Linked DNA regions of Sus scrofa: regions 2 and 3 are each linked to region 1. Evidence: chromatin contacts called from public HiChIP or PLAC-seq data. All regions are on one chromosome and are shown on one strand. Each heading gives the region's core, a stretch centred on a gene start, on an enhancer-like site or on the middle of the called end of the contact. The rest is flanking DNA. Distances are from core to core; before and after follow the strand shown.

What was found. HiChIP or PLAC-seq counts read pairs in DNA pulled down with a chosen protein or histone mark.
Region 2: a contact with region 1 is called in an H3K27ac HiChIP or PLAC-seq map of alveolar macrophages. The contact joins the promoter of MARCKS here to the enhancer-like site in region 1. A contact is called at or near these places in 2 of 5 promoter capture datasets (fetal liver and liver), 11 of 47 Hi-C or Micro-C datasets (alveolar macrophages, blood, embryonic fibroblasts and 5 more) and 2 of 2 datasets of contacts at active chromatin or transcription factors (alveolar macrophages and skeletal muscle).
Region 3: an H3K27ac HiChIP or PLAC-seq map of alveolar macrophages shows a contact between it and region 1. The contact joins two enhancer-like sites. A contact is called at or near these places in 6 of 47 Hi-C or Micro-C datasets (alveolar macrophages, blood and liver) and 1 of 2 datasets of contacts at active chromatin or transcription factors (alveolar macrophages).

Annotation. Positions count from the first base shown.
Region 1 is chr1:79,563,288-79,567,000 of Sscrofa11.1, forward strand. No RefSeq gene overlaps it. Among named protein-coding and RNA genes, the nearest start is that of MARCKS, 220 kb to the right of the region's middle. Within about 2 kb of position 1,809, at least 19 of the 83 cell types and tissues checked have an H3K27ac peak or open chromatin away from gene starts, as enhancers often do. A contact at or near this core is called in alveolar macrophages and retroperitoneal adipose tissue, where this site is marked.
Region 2 is chr1:79,787,941-79,791,653 of Sscrofa11.1, forward strand. MARCKS (myristoylated alanine-rich C-kinase substrate) reads left to right here and starts at 1,856. Exons shown (of 2, transcript XM_021091501.1): 1 at 1,856-2,385. The coding sequence starts at 2,284.
Region 3 is chr1:79,419,568-79,423,280 of Sscrofa11.1, forward strand. No RefSeq gene overlaps it. Among named protein-coding and RNA genes, the nearest start is that of MARCKS, 370 kb to the right of the region's middle. Within about 2 kb of position 1,929, at least 20 of the 83 cell types and tissues checked have an H3K27ac peak or open chromatin away from gene starts, as enhancers often do. A contact at or near this core is called in alveolar macrophages, where this site is marked.

The sequences.
Region 1 (3,713 bases), core at 559-3,058:
TGCTCCCAGATAGGAAGCTCTCCATCCATGGCTTCTGATTCAGCTTAGTTCTATTATCCTTAGAGCCCATTACTTTATCCTTCCCCAAGTCCAAGCTCAATGCCACCACCAGCCCATGACTTAACAATACCCTCTCATTTGACTTCATTGCCTCCACCTCCCCTTCTTCCCATGTTGTGGGACATAATACAAGAGATTATCCTTCTGTTCAGATTGGCCCCAAACCTCTTGTGGAATCACAAAAGCCAAAGTATAAGTTTCCTTCATGCTTTTCACTCCCATCTTCAACAGGTCAAAGTGACTTTATGCCTTTTGTCTTAATCCACACAGTAATACACAATACTTAACTGAGTATTCAATAGATATTTGTAAAATAAATGAAATCAAAAATGCTGGAACTGGGAGTTCCTGTTGTGACTCAGCAGGTTAAAAACCCAACTAGTATCCATGAGGATGTGGGTTCAATCCCTGGCCTCACTCAGTGGGTTAAGGATCTGGCATTGCTGTGAGCTGTGGTATAGGTCACAGACAGAACTTGGATCATGTGTTGCTGTGGCTGTGGTGTAGGCCAGCAGCTACAGCTCCAATTTGACCCTTAGACTGGGAACTTCCATATGCTGCTGGTGCAGCCCTAAAAAGAAAAAAAAAAAAAAATTTTCTGGAACTCTTCTCTTTCACTCTTACAAGGAAGAGAAACTACCAAAAATGGAGCTTGATCCAGGGACTTCACTGGGGACCAAGGCCAAAGGCAAGAGAATGTTGGCTCCATCACTACTTGGTGCATTACAGGTAGGAGAAGACAGTGTACAGAACAGCAGAGAAGCAGGCAGGCCTACTGCAGTAACCTGTAGGCAAGATCTAGTTTCATTCTTATGGCACAAATTTTTAAAGCCTATCCTAACACATGAATAGTATGTGAATAAAAAATGAAAGTTACACAGAAGTGAAACCAGTTATTACACAAAAGGTGGGATTACAGCCACATTTTCTCTTCTTAAAAAATTTCTTGAAGATGTTTACAGTTATGTAAAGTATTTTCAAAGCACTAACACAGAGCTGTACTTTTTTTTAAGTAATGAAGAGAGTTCACTTGTGTTGCAACATATCTTCAAGTGGGAAAATTCCCTGGTGACAAAATATCTAGAAAGTAGGGCATTAAAAAAAAAAAAAAAAAAAAAAAACCCACATACACACATACGCATTTGGGATAAAAGGATGAATCTGTGTGATTAAACGGACTATATTTTACCATAATATGTACATGGTATTTGAGTTAGAGAAAAATTCCACAAAAACAACCAGAGAATTTTCTTTTCATTACAAGACCTGAACATAAGTATATTTTTGAAAATGTATTAAAAAAAAAAAAAAAAAAAGAAGAAGAAGTAGAAATTAGAAGACCTGAGCACAAAATGGCAACTCCCCCATGCCAGAGGGAGGAGCCAGCCTGGGCTACCAGGACAAAAGAAGCTTCTTAGGAAATCCCTGAGAGCTATAAAGGAAGTGAGGAAAGAGAAAATGCAAAGCCCCAATAACCCCCTAAGAACCACAGAAGCCTCTAAATTTCCATTGGTGGTTTCGAGAGTGAGATCTGGTGAGAGGGGAAAGTTGGGAGCACTGGGAGGCACAGTGGCAGAAATGGTGGCAGTGAAGCCACAGGGGCCAATGTGGCTAGACCCTCACCTCCCAATGCCTCCAGGTGCACAGACACTGGGGCCGGCCCTTTTCTGCCTGCAGTCAGCAACCAGGCTGAGGGGTTGCCCGCACAATGTGAAAGAGAAGTGTAAAACTCTAGAGGAGGAAAAAAGCCTCTTTTGGAGGGGACTTTCCCTTGCTAGTGAGGTTTCAGATCATGTTCTGCAACAATCTCCTGGCTTGTGACAGGGTTTCAGGGAAATGAGACAACACTGATGCAAATTATGAAGAAAAAAAAATTCACCCATGCCTTGAGAAAATGAGCTGAACCATGCCCAGACTGACAAAGCAGAACTCTAAGGGTGTGAAGAAGAGCAAATGCTGCTTTGAAAGGGAACAGCAGAGAGGGGAAGGGCAAAGCCCTCTTAGTCTTCAATAATAACCAGAGCTTCCGTTCATTAAGTGCCTACTGTGTATCAAGAGCTTTGCATACATTCTCTCTTATCCTTACAGCAGATACTGTGAAATATCTGCCTCTCATTTATAAAGATGAGAAAACACATTCAGAGTAATTAAGAAAAACAGTAGCCAATACCACACAGCTCCAGAGCCACAGTTCAAACCAAGAACCATCTGATACCAATGACCATGCTTCTGACCTTGACCCCCCTGACACCAATTCATATGACTCATTGTCTATGTTATAGACTTCTTCATATCTAGATTTTCTCTTATGACAAGTACAGGTAAGCCTAACATCAGATAAGATCGTAGCTTAAAATTAGCTGATTTCAACCCTGATCTGCCTCTGCCACTAATCAGTCCTTTGGAAACAGACAATTCCTGTAACTTCTCTGGGTCTCAGTTTTCTCATCTCTAAAATGGGGTTGTGGCAGGGCCTCTCCAGCTTTCAACTTCTATGAGGCACACGTAGTCCTCACCTATCAAAGTAAGGAAATTTCAAAATGGTTTTTCTTGTTTTAGACAAAGTATGTAATGGGATTATCACATTCCATTCTCAACAAATAACATTCATTTAAGAATCCCAAGCTAAGTACACAAAACTGCTTTGAAACATTTTTTAGAAGGACTTGCAAATGGAGTCAAAGTACCCCAGCCAACCCTCTGTTAACAGAAAGTTTGAATTTAAGGAAAAAAAAAAAAAGGCAAATCAACATTCTTTCCCTTTCTCTCGGCATAAATCATCATTGTGGAAAAATGATTACTTGCTAGGAGGCAGGGCCTATGAATCATTATACTGTTGTCCTCAGCCTCGGATCAAGCACCAACTACAGGGGAAAAGGCTGCATGCGAAGCTGGGGTATAGACTCTGAACTGTCAAGAGTTTTGTTCATGGTACCACAAGGTGATAAACATGACAGCTGAGTGAGATGCAGGGCTGTAGGGTCCCAACATTGCTAGGCTGTGTGGCTGAGTCGAGGGCAAAATGACATGGGCCCCTGGTTTTCTGAGTCACTCTTTGGGTCTGAGTCTTCATAGCTCCCAAGAGTCATTGATCAACAAATGCAAATAATAATGTCACCCCCAGGCTTGTCCTGATAGGCAACTGGCTTGTTCACTGATGCTTGTGTAAGAGACCTCCTCCTCATCTGAAAACACCGACAAACATTACAAAGAAGGGGTTAACTTGTGCCACGTCAGTGTTCATATCTAGAATAGAAACACATGAGAGGTAGACACCACAAACACCCTGCCCCCTGTGGTTTCAGCAAATATTATGCTATAATTTCTTCTTTGTTGCCAGTAAGCTAAGGCCTATCTACTCCAAATACTTTTTATATTATATTTTTCTCCATGGTCTTTGATGTCTTTGAAACATGTTTGGTTTGAACAAGGAGCTGTTTTGTGATCAAAGGCATGGAGAGTTGAAATTACACACTGCATATATAAAATCCTGGGAATTTATGGAAGCTGATAGGAAAATTGACCTCTCAACTACTCCAAGGATTGTACTCTATTTTGTTTAATGTCTTAAAAGTAGTGAAAAGAGAAGAAAATTGTTGTGGTAATGCAGAAGGGAAGATGTTCAAAATTCTCCCAGTCCTGGAAGGGGATGT
Region 2 (3,713 bases), core at 606-3,105, 220 kb after region 1:
GAAGGGACTTGGTTCACTTTTGGGGGGCGGGGGCGGTAATCAACAGCCTAAAAGTCTTCTGAGAATCGCCTGGATGGTGGCTTTGGATCAGCCCAGTTGGCTTTTCAAGTTGGAACTCCGCTAATACAAGGGATTCGCATCCAACGCGGCGACTGGGGTCTTGGGCCAGGCCAGCGGGCTCCCTTAAGGGTGATAACACGTTTGGCAAGATACACTTTTACGGAAACATCTTAACATCAGTTCTGGGGGATATGACTTCATGATTGAATGATGCATCTGAATAAGTGGACAGTGAGAAGACGAGGCTTCATGAAAAGATATGCAGCTTGATTTTCAAAGCAATAGTTGAACAAAGAGTTATTGGCTTGAACTAACCGTCTTTTTCACTCAGTGTGACCCATTTCCCTACAATGAGCTGAAAAATAAAACTGTTTTAGAATTCAGAGCCAGCACCAGGAGAAATGAACCATTACTTCGACTGCTTCTCACCTCCATAAGCAGAAGATAATTCATTTCAGGATCACTAAAGGTAGCCTGATTTGGACACAAGTGAAAACTTTGGGAGCAGAAATGTAGGTGATAGGAGAATGCTTATAAGTGTGTATCCTTGATTTTTAGCCCCACCCTCTCACCTTCTATTCTTTAAATCAGTGCTCTGTCTTTCACGCACAAACAGCTTCTGATACTTCGGTGGCAAGGGTTACAGATGGAGGTACCCTGGGTTCCTTAATAGAAGCTTCCTTTCTAACTCAAGTTAGGCTTGAAGCGTTCAGGGTTCTTCTTGCTATCTCTCAATGTGTAATTTCTCCTTAGAACTGTAATAGTCAATCCGGTTGTTCAGAGTTTCATCACTGCTGTCTCCCTGCCTTCCAGGAGCCCACTGGCTTGCATGCACACTTACGCACGTTCAGAAAAAAAAGAGTCCATCCCATCCTGGCAGTAGGCTGAAAAAAATTCATATCGACGCGAATTGCCTCTTAACTGTAAATATAGATTCGTACACTCTATGCTGTAGGATCTCATTTCACCCTAGAGAAAATTGTCATTTCACACAGCGATAAAATGTAAACCTTTTCGATCTTTTGTACATGGCCCTCACTTAATTTTGTTGGGGGGAGGGGGGAATCATTAATTGGATTGGGGCGGGGGAGAAGGTTGATGAGCGCCGTAGGCCAATCTTGAAATATTTTATTTCATGCCAATGTGGGATAGGGAAGGGAGTGTGGCTTCGGCTGCTTGCTGCTTTTGCATTTTCCACATCTGGCCTACAGACCTAATTCTAACTCGCGATCTCGTTTGATGAAATTCGATCTTCTTGGTTTAAATACCTTTCAATTTCGGGCGATTTCGCATTTGCAACCGTTAAAAAAAAAATGCTGTTGAGTATCTGTGAAGTCAATATGGAACACAGAGAAAGAAAACATGCTGCACACAAACCCCAACCATTGTCTTAAAAACTCGCATAGACACACATACACATAAACACACGGAAAGATGGGGGAGGGGAGAGGGTGGAAGGAGACAGACGCAGATACAGACAGAGGAGAGTCAAAGCAAGTCAAGTTAACGTTTTCTCCGCCCCCATCCACAAGTACTCCCCCTCCCGCGTTAATTAATTACAAACAAAGCAAACCAATCAAGTAATGCATTATTATTTTTAAGCCGAGGGAGGCGAGAGGCATGTATTTTTTAATTGATTTATTTATTTGGAGGACATTAATTCTCGGTATGAGGCTGATTTTCAAACCGTTTGCAAAGCGCGGCTCCATTGTTCGAGGCGAGCGCAGGCCCCGCCCCCTGCTTTGTGTGCAACGCGCGGATTGGCCGGCGTGCGCGGGGGCCGCGTCAGCGCCCGTGAGCCCATTCATCTGTGCACTTGGGCGTTGGACTCCGCATCTTATTAGCAACCAGGGAGATTTCTCCATTTTCCTCTTGTCTACAGTGCGGCTACAAATCTGGGATTTTTTTTATTACTTCTTTTTTTTTTAAACTACACTTGGGCTCCTTTTTTTGTGCTCGACTTTTCCACCCTTTTTCCCTCCCTCCTGCGCTGCTGCTTTTTGATCTCTTCGACTAAAATTTTTTTATCCGGAGTGTATTTAATCGACTCTGTTCTGTCCTCTTCACCACCCCCACTCCCCCCTCCCTCCGGTGTGTGTGTGCTGCTGCTGCCGCTGCCGCCGCCGCTGCTGCCGCTGCTGCTGCTCGCCCCGTCGTTACACCAACCCGAAGCTCTTTGTTCCCCCCTTGGATCTGTTGAGTTTCTTTGTTGAAGAAGCCAGCATGGGTGCCCAGTTCTCCAAGACCGCTTCGAAGGGAGAAGCCGCTGGGGAGAGGCCCGGGGAGGCGGCTGTGGCCTCGTCGCCTTCCAAAGCGAATGGGCAGGTAATTTCTACCTGTGGTTCTGGTCATTTCTTTGGTATCTTTCTCTAGTCCCTACGCTTCCCCTTCCTTCCTGGTCGTGCCTGAGGCGCATTAGGCGGAAAGGAGAGAGCCAGATTCCAATATGAAAGTTGAATGGAAAGCGATAGCCTAAATTGTAAATTTCTCATAGGTGGTGTCTCCCCCTGCCCCAAAGTGGTGGTTCCCAGAAAATCCTGGCGAATTCTCGTGTAGACGGGAGGAAAGAAGTGATAAATTGTCTAAAATGGCGTGTTTGGAGCTTGGCAGAACGTGACTAGCTAGGTGCTACCCCACACCCCCACCCCCAGGCAGGTTGCATTTCTGTTGGGTGGGCACAAAGGTGTTTGGGTGTCTCGTGTTTGTTGTCGAGACTGAGTCGCCTTCAGGATATCTGAACTGGTGTGGTTGTGTAAGTGGGTAGGGAAGTGGGGGGGCGCAATAGGGATGGCGGTGGAGAAAGCCTAGGAGGGAAGGGCTGTCTCATTGTATGCCGAGGCGGCGTGCCCTGGGTTCTTGGAAAGGTGACTGGCCGGTTGGCTGGCTGGAGGTGAACAGAAGGGTTTCACTACCTTTTGATGGGCTTTCCTACTGTTCTAAATCCCTGTTCGTAGCTGTCTAATTACACACACATCTGACTTTTAAGTGGATGGGAAGACTGGGTCCTTGAAGAACCTGTCCAGATGGTCAACAAGAGGCAATTCGTGTGTTTCAGTCAGGGCTATTGGTGTGCGTGGCGCCTGGACCACTGCAGGGGCTGCCCCGGCGCTGCCCAAACCTAGGCGGATGGCCACGGTTGGGTGGGCGCGAGAGGTCGGCCAAGGGTGGTTGCTTCACAAACACCGGGCACGCACCACGCCTCTTTTCCTAGAGCAGAGGCCGTGTTGCTTCGCTTGCCCTAACCTAATGGGGAAGGCGAGCTCTGCCAAGAGGCTCTGAACCCGTTAAAAATGCAAAATGAACAGCTGGGGCGCGCCACGGCTTCGCAAAATCCCGGGCGAAGGTGGGCGTGGAAGAAAGGCAAGACCTACGAAATAATGGGTTTCTCTCTGCCTTGTTTGTATCCCAACCAGGATGCCACCTGAGCTTTGTTTGCGGACTCTGGGCTGCGCGATCCCGGCTCGGGGGCGCCTCGGCCAGCGGGCAGGGCCCGACCCGGCAGGGCGGGGTGGCCGGCGGCCCCGCCCCTCGGCGCCCTCCTGCGCCTAGCTCTGAGCGGTGGAGGCGCAGCGCCCCCTGTCGACCCCAGGCCTTAGGCGGGCGAAGGGCGTTTGCGCGGGCAGCCTAGGCGCTTCTCGCAGAAACGCTGGGCT
Region 3 (3,713 bases), core at 679-3,178, 140 kb before region 1:
ACAGCTCTGATCCAACCCCTAGCCTGGGAACCTCCATATGCCAAGGGTGTGGCCCAAGAAATGGCAAAAAGACAAAAAAAAAAGAAAAAAGAAAAACAATGTTTTAGTGGTCAGGAAAGTAAAACGTACAATTAAGAAATCAGGTATTCTTAAAAAATCTATCCTTTATAATTCTGGTTGTGCAATGTTATAAACATACACACAAAACACACAAAGGAAAAAAAACAATGGAAGTTTAATAAAATGTTAACCAAGTATATTCTTGTAATGAGATTACACATGATTATTTTTCTTCTAAATTCTTTTCTGTCTTTTCAGCTTTCTGTAATGTATGTGTACTACTAATAATAATCAGAAAAAAAAGTCTTAAAATGTTGCTAACAAACTGATGAATTTAAAAAATTATCATATTAGAGTTCCCACTGTGGTACAGGGGGTTTAGAACCTGACTGCAGTGGTTTGGGTTGACGCAGAGGCACAGCTTCAATCCATGGCCTGGTGCATTGGGTTAAGGATCTGGCATTGCCACAGCTGTGGTATAGGTCACAGCTATGGCTCAGATTCAATCCCTGGCCCAGAAACTTCCACATGTGGCAGCTGTGGCCATAAAAAAAATTAAAAAAAATTATTGTACTAACTTGTTTATAAAATGAGACTAATAATACTATTCTCCCTCCCATATTCTCATATATGAAGCACAACAGAAAGGCAATTATACTTTGCATTCAAACTGCTAATATTGGTTTTCTACATAGGTTAGTAAAATTTTAAAGAAAACTGGCAACGTCTATATTTCTTTTGGATTAATGACCTTCGGGGCATATAGTAAGATGTGGCCAACAAATAGTTAGGAAATTGTAACTTATGAAGATTAAATACTATAATTTCTAAGCTCTCTGAAATTCACAGTAATGCAAATCAGTGCTCATCTACAGATATCATAAAAGAATGGGGGAAAAAATCTAGATTTGTTCAGAGCCTTTAATTTACATCTGTTTACTGAGAACAGTTGTAGAGACAGGCATCATCAGCCTTGTTTTACAGTTTGAGGAGTCTGGGGTTTAGAGAAGTAACCTCACTTAGATCACTGAGGTAGACTAAATGTAGACCATTTTCTGCCACTTCCCATGAACCTATCATACAATCCCACCCCACTGATTCAGGCTGGGCCGAGTGCCTCATTTGGGCCAGTGAGCAGACATATCAATTGTCTACTGGGGTTTCTCTTTTCCCCCTCTCCCGTGAGGCCAGCAATGCCCTCAACCACAAGATATGAGCAGTTTCTTCATCTGGGGTTCTGAAAAAAAAGAAAACACAGAGCAGAGGCATGGCCAATCCCAATAAAACATGCAATGTGAGTGAGCAATAGCAGCTTGCTGTCCTAAGCTACTGGCAAGATCTGGCAGGGGAACCTCTGAACCTAACCTATGCCACTGAAGAGTTACTAGTAACTGGAGAGGACAAAATTCAAAGTCCATGCTCTTTCCGCTACAACACACTATCAAGTTTTCAATTATTTGGAGGAAATGCATGTCTATGCTGAAAAAAAAAAAAAAAAGTACAGTAAGACAATAGCTTTGGTGAAGCAGAGGTGTTTTCTAAATATAAAACTGACATAAATAGTACTTTGCTTCTCCCGGACTCTCATGTCTTTTATTATAACCGAAGTAGTTTTAAAGATTTAATCTAACAGCCAGGAAATTGTCATTCTTGGCCAGAGATCAAACCCATGCCACAGCAGTGACAATGCCGAATTTTAACTGCTAGGCCACTGGGGAAGTCCTGTTGGGCTGGTTTTTCACCTGAGTGTTCAGACAGAAAACACAGATTCAGGCAAATCCCCTGCCCTTTGGCTTTGGGAAGTTCATGGGTAAACGTCATGTCTTACGAGCAAACCAGTCCTGCAGATGAGGAAATAGGCCTTTTTAAGGCTTCTGCTTTTATCTTGGTCAGATGCTTTCAGGCCACTGTTTGGGTGGAAATCTCTCAGACCTCATGTTGTATGTGGCTCAGGGCCTATGAGGAAGCCTTTCCAAAAGAAATGGCTTCTCCTACTTGTGATGAGCTCCTCATGGGCATAGCCATTTGCTGCCATGGAGATTAAGTCTTTCCACAGCTACTGCTGGACTGGCCATAGGATTTTGCAAAATTCCTGGCAAGCTCACCTGCACTATTTTGAAAGTCTGGAAACTGAAAATCAGTTTTTAACTGCTAACAGATTATAGCAATAAAATTGATGATCAAACCCAGTCAAACTCATTAAGCTTTGATGTTGGAGCCCAACAGCACTCACATGGATACAAATACACATACCATCTCCTTTTCAATGTACCTCAAAGACCCTGAACTCACCAGTCTGGAAGACAGCTAAAGTCACAGTAATTTTTTTTTCTTTTGGCCACACCTGCAGCATGCGAAGTTCCCAGGCCAGTGATCAAACCCATAGCACAGCAGTAACCCAAGCCACAGCAGTGACAACACCAGACCCTTAACCCACTGCCCCACCAGGGAACTCCAATCACAGTAATTTAAATACTCAAGGTCTCTGACTCATCTCTCACTTTTTCATATAGAATTTTAGTCCTCTTTAACAGTAACATCCCTGCCCCAGAAGTGTATTCTGGAACAAGCCTAACTTGTATAGTATAATTTGTCCTGGGCTCATAATGGACAACCACCATGCCTATGAGCTTTCCCTGGGTCCTCCATGATTTCTACTACTTTGAGAGGACACCCTCTTGCTAAAGGTACTTCTGATGCATTGGAATTATATGGCCCTTAAGGTACTGGAACACGTGTGCTCACATTCTGTCTAAGGTAGAGAATGCAACCAATATGCCTCCCTCGAATATCTTTATTTCTATCCTCCTTCTCATCCCAGCAGTGGCACACAACTCCCTTCTCCCCCAGCCAAAATAGCAAAGCCATAATGTAGACTAAACTGTCTCCTTACCGCTTCTTCAGGTTGTCCTCAGTGAGGATCCAGCAAAAGTTTCCCTTGTAATCTCTTCTTCCTTTACAATATGAGTTTTTTTCTAAATTTGTATTTATAGTACTTAAGGAAGTATAACTTACATACAGTATAATAAAAAACCTTAATTGTACAGCTTGATGAAATGGTACATATATTCTACCTGGTCAAAAGAGAGATTATTGTCACAACTCCAGAAAGTTTACTTAGTCTCTTCATGATCAGTAACATCCCACATCTGCAGATAATCACTATTCTGAATTCTCTCACCATGAATGAGTTTGATCTATTCTTGTACCGCATGTAAATAGAATCACGTTTACATTTTATGTCAGGATTCTTTTGCTCAAATAATTTAATAGTTTATGCTTTTTATTGCTGAATAGAAGTCATATGTACGTGTGTGTGTGTGTGTGTGTGTGTGTGTGTGTGTGTGCCACAGCTGGTTCATCCACTATTATATCGATAGACATTTGGGTTATTTTCATTTGGGGGCTATTACGAACAAAGCCACAATCGGTATGCTTTTGAAAGTCTTTTTAGGGGTGCATATCTAAAGTGGAATGGATTAGTCATAGGGTAAGTGTCTCTTTAATAGACACTGCCAGTTTTGCAGAGTGGTATATCATTTAATCTTCTCACTAGGAGTGACGAGAATTTCAGTTGCTCCATATGCAGAAGGATGTGTAATGGTAGTTCGTTGTCTTTTCTGTGAGTTCCTGAAAGTCTGTGAGCAAATCTA